2 separate regions of the Callithrix jacchus genome follow, and region 1 is linked to region 2. Evidence: chromatin contacts called from public Hi-C data. All regions are on one chromosome and are shown on one strand. The core of a region is the stretch at or near the end of the contact, and the rest is flanking DNA. Distances in the headings are between cores, read along the strand shown.

Region 1 (5,250 bases), core at 2,248-4,747, 35 kb before region 2:
AGGGCTGTGGAGAAAAGCTGTGAACATCACAAAATGGTCTGAATATAGAAGACCTTGAGTGCCAGGTAAGCACCATCCTGCACATCGTTCACATCCAGTGACTGTGCTTGAATTATTGAATTGAGGAGGTGTGGTAGTAAAAAGGGGTGATATACCCTCTATCTCTGATTGGATGCCTAGACGCCCTGGTTCTAGTCATAACCTCTCCACTCTGCATGGGTGAATGATGTGCCTCTCTGGGCCTCAGTTTCTCCATGTGTAAAATACTGTGATTGAATCACATAGTTGTTAAGCATAGTCCAGCTCTGAAAGGATTCCGGGATTAGCTCTGTAGTAAAGAGTCTTCTGGAGTCAGCAACAACTTAACAGCAGGTGAAATAACTGCTGTAATTGAAGGTCATTGACTGAATGTTTGTCACCGCCCACCCCCCTAGCCAAATTCACATGGTGAAGCCCTAACCCCCAGTGTGGCCGTATCTGGAAATAAGGCTTTGAAGGAAGTAATTAAGGTCAAATGAGATGAAGTCACAAGGATGGGCCCTGATCTGGTAGGAGTAGTGTCCTACCAGAGTGGAAGGGGTCAGGCACAGTGGCTCACACCTGTAATCCCAGCACTTTGGGAGGCCAAGGTGAGCAGATCACTTGAGGTCAGCAGTTTGAGACCAGCCTGGCTGATATGGTGGACCAGTGTCTCTACTAAATTAAAAAATTAGTTGAGTGTGGTGGTAGGCATGGTGGCGGGCACCTGTAATCCCAGCTACTCAGGAGGCGGAGGCAGGAGAATCACTTGAACATAGGAGGCGGAGGTTGCAGTGAGCCAAGATTGCGCCACTGCATTCCAGCCTGGGCAACAGAGCGAGACTCCGTCTCAAACAAAAACAAAAAGTAGAAGAGACACGAGATCTTTCCCTGCTCGTGCATTCAGAAGAAATGCCATGTGAGGAAATAGTGAGAAGGTGGCCATCTGCAAGCCAGGCAGGGAGTCCTCACCAGAAACTGAACCCTGCTGGAACCTAGAGCCAGTGGAAAAAAAAATAAGTATCTGTGGGACAGTTGGCCCACAGATATTTGGTTTGGTTGACTTAATTTCTTTCTTTCTTTTGTTTTTTTAGATGGAGTTTTGGTCTTGTTACCCAGGTTGGAGTGCAGTGGTGTGATCTCAGCTCACCGCAACCTTTGCCTCCTGGGTTCAAGTGATTCTCCTGCCTCAGCCTCTGGAGTAGCTGGGATTATAGGCATGTGCCACCATGCTCAGCTAATTTTGTATTTTTTGTAGAGATCGGGTTTCTCCCTGTTGGTCAGGCTGGTCTCAAACTCCTGACCTCAGGTGATCTGCCCGCCTCAGCCTCCCAAAGTTTGAAATTATAGGCATGAGCCACCATGCCCGGCCAATTTCCTTTTTTTTTTTTAAGAGGCAGGGTCTCACTGTTGCTCAGGGTAGAGTGCAGTGGTGTGACCTTGGCTCACTGCAACTTGACCTTCTGGGCTTAAGCAATCCTCCCATCTCAGCCTCCCAAGTAACTGGGACTACTACTGGCAAGCCGGTGCCACTGCACCCGGCTAATGTTTTGCATTTTTTGGTAGAGATGAGGTTTTGCCATGTTGTCCAGGCTGGTCTCCAACTTTTGGGCTCAAGCAGTCTGCCCACCTCAGCCTCCCAAAGTGTTGGGATTACAGGTGTGAGCCACTGCACCTGACAAATATTTTTTTGAAATTTGAATTTGAACGCTTAAAAATTGCAGATGTGAGAGAATTTAAAAGAATAGTAAGAAGTTACTGAATATCACTCTGACAGCATATTTGAAAACCAAGAGAAACAGATTTCTTACAAAACATATAATACCAGAATTGACAGAGGAAAATTTAAAAAGACTAAGTTCTACATAAGAGATGGAAAGGTGTAATAAGATTGGATGCTAAAAAAAGTACCAGGATGAAATGGCTGAATAGCTGAGTTTGATGTACCTTTAAAGCATGGATAATTACAGTGTTAACTGAAATCCTTGCTACCCCAGTTGTGGTCCATGGACCAGCAGCAGCAGTGGCATCGCTGGGAACTTGTTGGAAATGCAGAATCTCAGGCTCGCCCCAGACCTACTAAATTAGACTCTGCATACTAACAGGATCCCTAGATGATCTGCGCGCACGTTGATGTTTGACAAGCACTGGCCTAGGCCACTAGTTCTCAACCCTGGCTGTACACGGGAATCACCTATGGAGTGTTTAAAAAGTACTAGTATTTGGGTTCCAGCTTCAGAGGTTCTGATTATCCGTCAGGTACATGGCATAGGCATCTGCATTTTACAATACTCCCTAGGTAATTAAGAAGCAGAGACTTAAACTGGACCATACGAAAATTAGGAAAGGCTTTAAGAAATAAAGCTGGCGAACAATGTAACACAGTAATTACAGTAACATATTGCTGTAAAATACAGCAATGAAAAAATAATACAACAAGATCAAGCACAGTTTATTCCAGGAGTACAAGCAGTAGCATGCTGGATTCACAACTAGCTCTCTGAGAAGGAAGAAAACAGCCCCAATTTATAGCATTTGCCAGTTCCCATGGCGTAAACACTCCCATCACAGCCAATTTTAAGCTACCAGCATGACATCAATGACTTTAAAAAGTTCCTGAAAATTTAATAATTGGCTGTCACCTGGTAAGAGCCAGCTATAGCACACCACTAGAGGCTGATTCAAAATTGGGAAATTCACCAACGAATCCATTCTGTTAATACATTAAAGAAGTAAAACCAGGCCAGGCGTGGTGGCTCATGTCTGTAATCCCAACACTTTGGGAGGTTAAGTGGGAGGATCACTTGAGCTCAGGAATTTGAGACCAGCCTACGCAACATAGGGAGACCTCACCTCTACAAAAAAATAAAATAATTTAGCCAGGTGTCATACTGTGTGCCTGTAGTCCTAGCTTCTCAGGGGGCTGAGGCAGGGGCATGCTTGAGGCTGCAGCGAGCTGTGATTGTGCCATTACGTTCAAGGCTGGGTGACAGAGTGACACCTTGTCTCAAAAAAAAAAAGTAAAACCACATTATCATATCACAAATGTTTAGGATTTGATGCCTTCTGTAGGCTGGCTCTCCACTTCAGCACAGGCATCGTCATGCTGTATTGTTTTTCACCCAGCTGGCTGCACCTATTCCCTGACCCCGCTGGTCCCTACAGCATGTGAGTTTGTGGCACCTGCTTTACTGCCAAGTCTAACCTAGTCTTATCCCCCAGTATTCCAGGCAAGGCCTAGACTCGATCATGACCTTTGTAGGTAGATGACGAAGATGTTATCGTCACCTCCTCATCTTTCAGCAAGCAGAGCTGGCAGAGGAAACGGTGCTACTTCCTTAATCCATGGATATGCTGCTTTAGACAAGTTTGCCCTTTCTCAACTCTGAAAGGAACGGAAGAGAGGAGGCAGGGGCCCACCTAGCGTGCCTGGGAAACACAGGGATGGGTTTCCTGCTCCTGCAAATGTTCTTGGCATGCCTTTAGATCCCCCATGGTTCACCTACTCTGCCCTGCGTTTCCTTACTTCCTTGGCTTGCTCATGCCAGTTTCTCCTGGAATGCTGAGTCTCTAAATCTTTCCAGTAAGTTCCCATTTTGTTTAGACATCTAGCGTCAATTTTCGTTGCTACCAGACTGGACTGTGACGAAGCAAGTGTGGAAGCAGGGGTCTGGCTAGGAGGCTACCGCTGAGGCCAGAGACGGCGAGCCGCAGCGAACCATCTGGTGATGCCAGGCTGTGCTTACTCATCGAAGTCATTCCTCAAAGACATCTCCACCGTCAGAACCTATCGCTGCAACCCGATACACAGCAATTACTTGCCAGAAAAAAATCATTTATGCTGAGACAATAGTAATTACAGGGCAACCCCTCTCATGCCTTCCTTGCTAACTCCTGACTGCCCTAACAATTAACTCCTACATGCAAGTGATCTGCTCAGCCCACCTGCTCTTGCATTATGGTATGCTTGAATTTCTCAAGGCCAGTGCTGCTCTCGTGCATGACCCCCTCCCTCAGTATGGCAGACTTTCATGACAAACTATTATACAGTGTCAGAGGTGTGGGGATCAGATAGATTCATGGAGGTAAGTTTCACATATTACGGCCTGTTTGATTCCTTTGACGTAACTTATCTCAGATCCTTTGCTAGTCTAGAGAAATGTTTTCACTCATTCATGTATTCATTTATTCATCCAATAGACAATTGGTGGATTCCCACTTTGTGCTACATCCTATGATGGGTAGGAGCTGGAGATACTGAGGCAAAAGTCAAGACCATACTCTCCAGTGGGGAGTGGCTATCTGCACATTTCCTCATGAGTGGCTCTTCAGTGGGCATCAACGCCACCCTTAGTTTGTAGACCACAGAACTTTACTTCCTTTCTCTTAAAAGGAAGCAAAAATTTACACTGATTATTTTCTCTGTGTCAGATACTAATTAAGATGCTTCTACATACCTCACCTCCTTCCGTTTTCACAGCAGCCTGGGAAATGGTTGTTCTGCTTTTCATCGATGAGTATATTAAGACTGGGAGAGGTTACATGGTTGGCCTAGTGTTATCTAGTCAGTAGGAGAGCTAGGACTGAAAGCGGTCTGCATGACTCAAAAATCCATTCTCTTTCCCCAGCTCCATAGCCTAAATTTACAGAGGTAGATCAAACTCAAACAGAAGAGAAGGGGGGGTGCAGTGGCTCATTCCTGTAATCCCAACATTTAGGGAGGCAAAGGCAGAAGGTTTGCTTGAGCCCAGGAGCCTGAGACCAGCCTGGGCAACATGCAAAACCCTGTCTCTACAAACAATACAAAAATTGGCTGGACATGGAGGCACATGCCTGTAGTCCCAGCTATTTGGGAGGCTGAGGTGGGAGGACTGCTTACGCCCAGGAGGTGGAGGTTGCAGTGAGACCCTGTTCTCCATAAAAAGAAAAAGAAAAAGAGAAAAATGAACAACAGAAGGGAGGAGCTTGGACACTTGCTCAGCCCTCTTTGGGCAAAGAAGAGAGAGGTCTGTCCTATAAGGACAATAAGGAAATTGCATGTCAGGGAAGATAAAGTCTCAACAATGAAAAAATTATGAAAATAATCAACACAAAGGAACATGATGGAAAACTCCCGACAAGCTCACTTCACAGAATGAGTCATCCCCAAAAGGATTTGGAGAAAGGTTAGAAAACGGATAGGCTTTAAGTGATGACAAAGTGTGTCTGAGGGGAAACAAAATGGAATCCTTG
Region 2 (5,458 bases), core at 894-3,393:
CAGTGGCATGATCAGGGTCACTGCAGCCTTGACTTCCAGGGCTCAAGTGATCTACCTCAGCCTCTAGAGTAGCTGGGACTACAGGCATGTGCTACCATGCCCTGCTAATTAAAAAAAATTTTATTTACAAATAAATAAATAAATTTTATTTTAAATTACAAAATTTAAAAGGTCTTGCTTTGTTGCCCATGCTGGTCTCAAACTCCTGGCCTCAAGCAATCCTCCCTTCTGCCTTGGCCTCCCAAAAGACAGATTACAGGCATCAGCCACCATGTCTGTCCCCTTCTGTATACTTTGTTATTATTTATATATTTATTTATTTTGAGACTGGTCTTGCTGTCACCCAAGCTGGAGGGCAGTGGTGCAATCTCAGCTCACTGCAACCTCTGCCTCCTGGGCTCAAGCAGTCTTCCGATTTCAGTCTCCCAAATAGCTGGGACTACAGGCATGAGCCACCACATTTGGCTAATTTTCAGTAGTTTCTGCAGAGCTAGTGTTTCCCCATGTTGCCCAGGCTGGTCTTGAACTCCTGAGCTCAAGCAACCCACATGCCTTGGCTTCCCAAAGTGTTGAGATTACAGGTATGAGCCACCACGGGCAGCTCCTTCTGTATACTTTAAATCATCTCTAGATTTCTTACCTGCAATACCTAATGTAATGCAAATAGGTACATAGTTGTTACATACTGTATTTTTTTTTTTTCTAGAGAAAGAGGCAGTCTCACTTTGTTGCCCAGGTTGGTCTTGAACTCCCAGCCTCAAGTGATCCTCCTGCCTCAGCCTCTCAAAATGCTAGGATTACAGGTGTGAGCCACCATGCTTGGCCATGTATTTTTAAATATAGATTTAAAAAATTGTTGTGTTTTTTTCCCCCAAATATTTTCTGTCTTTGGTTAGTTGAATTTACATATGTGGAACTCAAGAGGCTACGGAAGGTCGACTGGTTATTTTTCTTATTTTAACTTTAGAAACACTACTGGGATTAGCACTATAGCTGGCCCAGATCTCCAAAAAATAAGATGACGAAAGTCTGAACTGATGTTCTTAGGCAGCTGGGCTATGTCTCATAGGTACATTTTGAACCATTATGTTGGTCTAAGCTTAAGCAGAAATGTACTTCGGAGTTTGCTGATGAGAATGGAGAGGACGGGGTGCTACCAGCTGATGAGAATGGAGAGCACGGGGTGCTGCCAGCTGATGAGAATGGAGAGGACGGGGTGCTGCCAGCTGATTAGAATGGAGAGGACGGGGTGCTGCCAGCTGATGAGAATGGAGAGGACGGAGTGCTGCCAGCTGAGATGCATTTCTCATGGTCAGGGCTGACCCCACGGTTCTCTGTTTTATTTCAAACCCTCTCACTTTATTCAGAGCTAGGAAGTACCTGCCAGTTGGAGGGTCAATTCAAAGCCACCAGGGAACACTGGTGGCTCATGTGTCACAAAGTGACGCCTATGGCTATCTTGTCCCTGGCTTCATCTATCATTGGAAAACCAAAAGCAACTATACTTTAGCAAGGAGCTTTGAAACGCCTCTCACAGGCGTTTCAAACGCTGACTCATCCTTGATTTAAAGAGCAATGAACAGGTCTGACCTTTTTAGAAACAAACCATGGCACTACCTCCAGGAGACAATGGACTATAGTGCCAGCGGGGTATGGGGTGGTGCCTTGCCCAAGGAGTAACCCTCTAGCCTAGTTTCTGACAAAACCACCAGAAGCAAATTTATTTATTTATTTTGAGAAGCGGGGGGGGGGGGGGGGGTCTAGCTGTATTGCTCAGGCTGGTCTTGAACTCCTGTCCTCAAGTGATCCTTGCGTCCTGGCCTCTCAAAGAGCTGGTATTACAGATATGAGCCACCACGTCATACTAGACACAGGTGTTATAAGGTGGCTTTGATGACAGGTTCTCAGAAAGAAGCCCCTTTCTTAAGCAAAATTGTCCACAAATTTTGGACAACTGGTGGACAATTTTGTTTAAGCGGATGGGCCACAGGCCTCCCTCGAGAACATGAGAACGTTCTGCATTTCTGGAGGGAGGGAGACGTTGGCAGCCATGTGCTCACCTGCTTTGCCAAGGTCATTCTTCGTGTTCCCCTGACATCACAGTGGCCCTGACATAAAAGCAGAAGCGTGCCCCTTCAGTTTGGCTTTGTCGGGTGCTGTGTCTGCCAGGCAAGCTTGACCTCCCTACTCGTTGATGGTGGGCAGAAAGTCTCACTAATTCACAAATTCCTGGCCAGAGCGTGCCCATCAACAGCGGTTGCACTTGCCACCTCCTTAAAAAGGCTGTGTCAGCCCACTGGCATCCCAGCTCAATGCATTCTCCATGCTGCCTCGGTATTCAGGTAGGACCGCGGCACCTCTGTGTTTGGGTATGGGGCGCGCCCAGAGGGGCCGCAGCCTTCGGCCATGCAGTTGCGCACGGAACTGCAGCTGGTTCTCCTCTCTGCACTCCTGCGTCTACGTGAGCACACATTTTAGTTTCCTTTTCTGGGGAAATCTTTGAGGAGGCCCCATTCCCAAGGGTTGCCCAAGGGGAGGAATGTGGTTTGGTAAGTACAGGGGTTCGGCAAGTCTTTTTACTGGTTGAGGGTCACTGAGCGCAGGTTTCTGAAAGCGACTTCAGCGTGAAAGCACCCCACATTCCCACCGCACACTCAACGCGCCTCGGGGGAGGGAGGGAGAAGGGGACTCCCGAAAGCCGGAGGCTTGCGTTGCGTAGTTGAGATATATCCGGGCTGCTAAGTGACAAGGGGGTGGGTGCTCTCCTATTTTGCCACCTCGGAGATGTGGAGGGAGCTGGGGTTTTGTGACGGAGACCTGGGTAGCTGGGACTGGCCGGGGAACGCGCGGCCGGGGCGGGACGGGGGCGGAGCGGGCGCTGCGCTGACGGCCGCTGCAGAAAGGGGGCGGCCGCGCCCATTTCCTCTGCTCCGCTGCGGCCGGAGCGATCCGCATCGGCGAGCTGCGTCTCCCGGGTGTCGGCTCCCGCGGCTCCCCGACAGTGCCCGGCTGTGGCAAGGCGGCTCCAGCCGAGCCTGTGGCGGCTGCGATTCCCGGGGCGCTCCGGAACCCAGTGCGCTGCGCGCGTGCCGGCTGCCCGCATGGACGCGGCGCTGAAGCGGAGCCGCTCGGAGGAGCCAGCCGAGCTTCTGCCGCCTGCCCGGGACGAGGAAGAAGAGGAGGAGGAGGAAGAGGGGATGGAGCAGGGGCTGGAGGAGGAAGAAGAGGTGGACCCCCGGATCCAGGTAGGGCGCGCGGAGTCGCCCCGCATCCGGGCTTCGCCGGGGATGCTGCGGAGTCGGCGTCTAAGCGGACACCCACTTCGCAGCCCCCAGTGACTGTGGTCCGGGGACTGGCGACCGCGTAGCTCTGGTGGCAAGAGAGGGTCTGTATACTCCATTTCATCGTCTCCACAATGAAGGCTGCAATGCCCGCGTGGATGCGGCCTGACTCTATTGCGGGCAGCCCCCCGCAGACCCCTAGCAGGATCGGGGTCGCCGCAGAGTGCCTAGTGGTTTGGGCTGTTGTGCAACAAAGGGAAAAAGGGGGCGGGGGCGCCCTGCTATCCTCGGGGTGCCCCTGGCCCGGCCACGGCGCCGCGGGGATGGCACGGCCTCCACGCTCTGCGAGGAGGGGTCGCCTGCGTGGGCGGCGGGCACCGTGGGCGGGTGGGCGTTGCCCGCCCCTGCGGCGTGGGCTGGCCCCAGTGCCCCGGTGCAGCGTCCTCACCTGCCGGAGGTGCTCGGCCTGAGCCGTTTTCCTTCTCTGATTCATTGTTAGCGAACTCAGCGGCTTATTGTCACCACCGGTGCAACGTTCTGTCTGGCCTGAAATTGCTTAAAACCCTGCTTTCCCTTGTTGTGAGGTTGGGCATGAACAGAAATCAGGGACAACTGCTGCGCAAAGCTGATGCGTGGAGGCGGCGAGGGGATTGGGCTGGCTTTCTGTGCCTCCATTTCCAAGAGAGATCTAGGAGTGACAGTTTAACCTCTTCACCCCTAAACAAAAAGCAGAGCAAATCCCTTTCCAAGACCCGTTTTCCCCAACCCTTTCAATAAATCATTTTTTAAAAATGGATTTTAAAAATGCTCTGTAATTTCTGGATCCTTAATTGCTTTTTGGTGCGCAGATCAATTTACAAGCTCACTTAACTCAGTGGTTGGGGTTTAAATGAATTGTCAGGTTAGCAACATAAAGATCAGGTGGGGAAAAAATCCTTGCATTAGGAATGCTGTAATTAAAATAATTGGTTTGGAATAAATCGCATGTTATTGGTGTGGAATTATGTTAGCAAGATCCTTTGTTTGCATAGTAAAGACGAATTAAGTTCATGTTGGATGTTTTTCACAAAATGTCAGTTTGTAAATTTTTTTTTAAAGGAAGAGAATTAAGGCTAGTTTAAAACAGCCAGCTAAGTAGGTTGAATAATTGGCAGTGTCAAAAGATTTTTACCCTTTACAGAAAAATAATTCTGATGAGTTAATACCAGAATTCTGCCCTTGATTTCACTGGATTTATATTTTTGGCTTGGCCTTGCTTATTGTCTTTTATTGTTTTCTAAGCAAAGTTCTTGCTCAAGGCAGATGGTACTGTTTTGATTAGGCCATTAAGCCATTTGTAACAGGTGGGGTTTACTTGAAGGCACATACCTGGAATATTTGACCTCAAATTCCAAATGTCCCTTAAGACATTTTCAAAAGGGACACCGTCAAGAAAATGGTTTCAGAAATGCTGACATTCATTTGCTTTTCTAGCCAAGCTTCAGCTGTTTGCCTTAAGAATTAGTACTGGTTCTTCATTTGTCCTGCAAATTGGGCTGGGGTAATTTTTCAGGTTATGGACTGAGTTATACTGGAAACAAAAGATGGATCCCTTAAGTCTTTTTTTCTCCCTCTTTTCTTCACCAGGGAGAACTGGAGAAGTTAAATCAGTCCACGGATGATATCAACAGACGGGAGACTGAACTTGAGGTACAGAGAGCTGAGTTCCTGTTCTTGAAGTGGTGTCACACCGGCACAAAGCTGGTTAATTTCGTGTTCTGACTGGAGGGTTATTGCTGGACTCCCCTCCTTGCGAGTTGAGCGACAGCTCCCTGTCTCACAGAATAAAATACACCACTGAGCTCAACCTGTGGGCGGAACGCATGTGGATCTGATTTCACATGTTGTTTTTCATTATGGAAGCTCCATGGGGCCTAAACTGAGTCTGTGCAGAGCATTGCACAATGCTTAAGCCCGGAGTTTTAATGTGACTGCAAGGACAGAGGGGAAAATTAGCTGAACTCTTTAATGGAGAATAATGAATGAGCTCACAGAATCTCTTACATGTTCTGGGCGGTTCCTACCCTTTGTCCTGGAAAGTGTTGCGTTGTTTCCTCTGACTTAGACCATTTCTTGTCTTTCCTGTCCTAGTTTAACTCCCCCTTCTGCTTCCCCGCTCCTTTCTTTATTGTCTGCTT

The links. A called contact is a pair of places that touch in the nucleus more often than the background predicts.
Region 1: a Hi-C map of skeletal muscle shows a contact between it and region 2, with 2.5 times the contacts expected there. The contact joins the enhancer-like site here to the promoter of SH3BP5 in region 2. A contact is called at or near these places in 2 of 3 Hi-C or Micro-C datasets (induced pluripotent stem cells and skeletal muscle).

What each region holds. Positions count from the first base shown.
Region 1 is chr17:54,182,093-54,187,342 of calJac240_pri, reverse strand. No RefSeq gene overlaps it. Among named protein-coding and RNA genes, the nearest start is that of SH3BP5, 36 kb to the right of the region's middle. Within about 2 kb of position 3,497, at least 2 of the 16 cell types and tissues checked have an H3K27ac peak or open chromatin away from gene starts, as enhancers often do.
Region 2 is chr17:54,145,248-54,150,705 of calJac240_pri, reverse strand. SH3BP5 (SH3 domain binding protein 5) reads left to right here and starts at 2,143. Exons shown (of 9, transcript XM_035278189.3): 1 at 2,143-2,342; 2 at 4,908-4,970. The coding sequence starts at 2,313.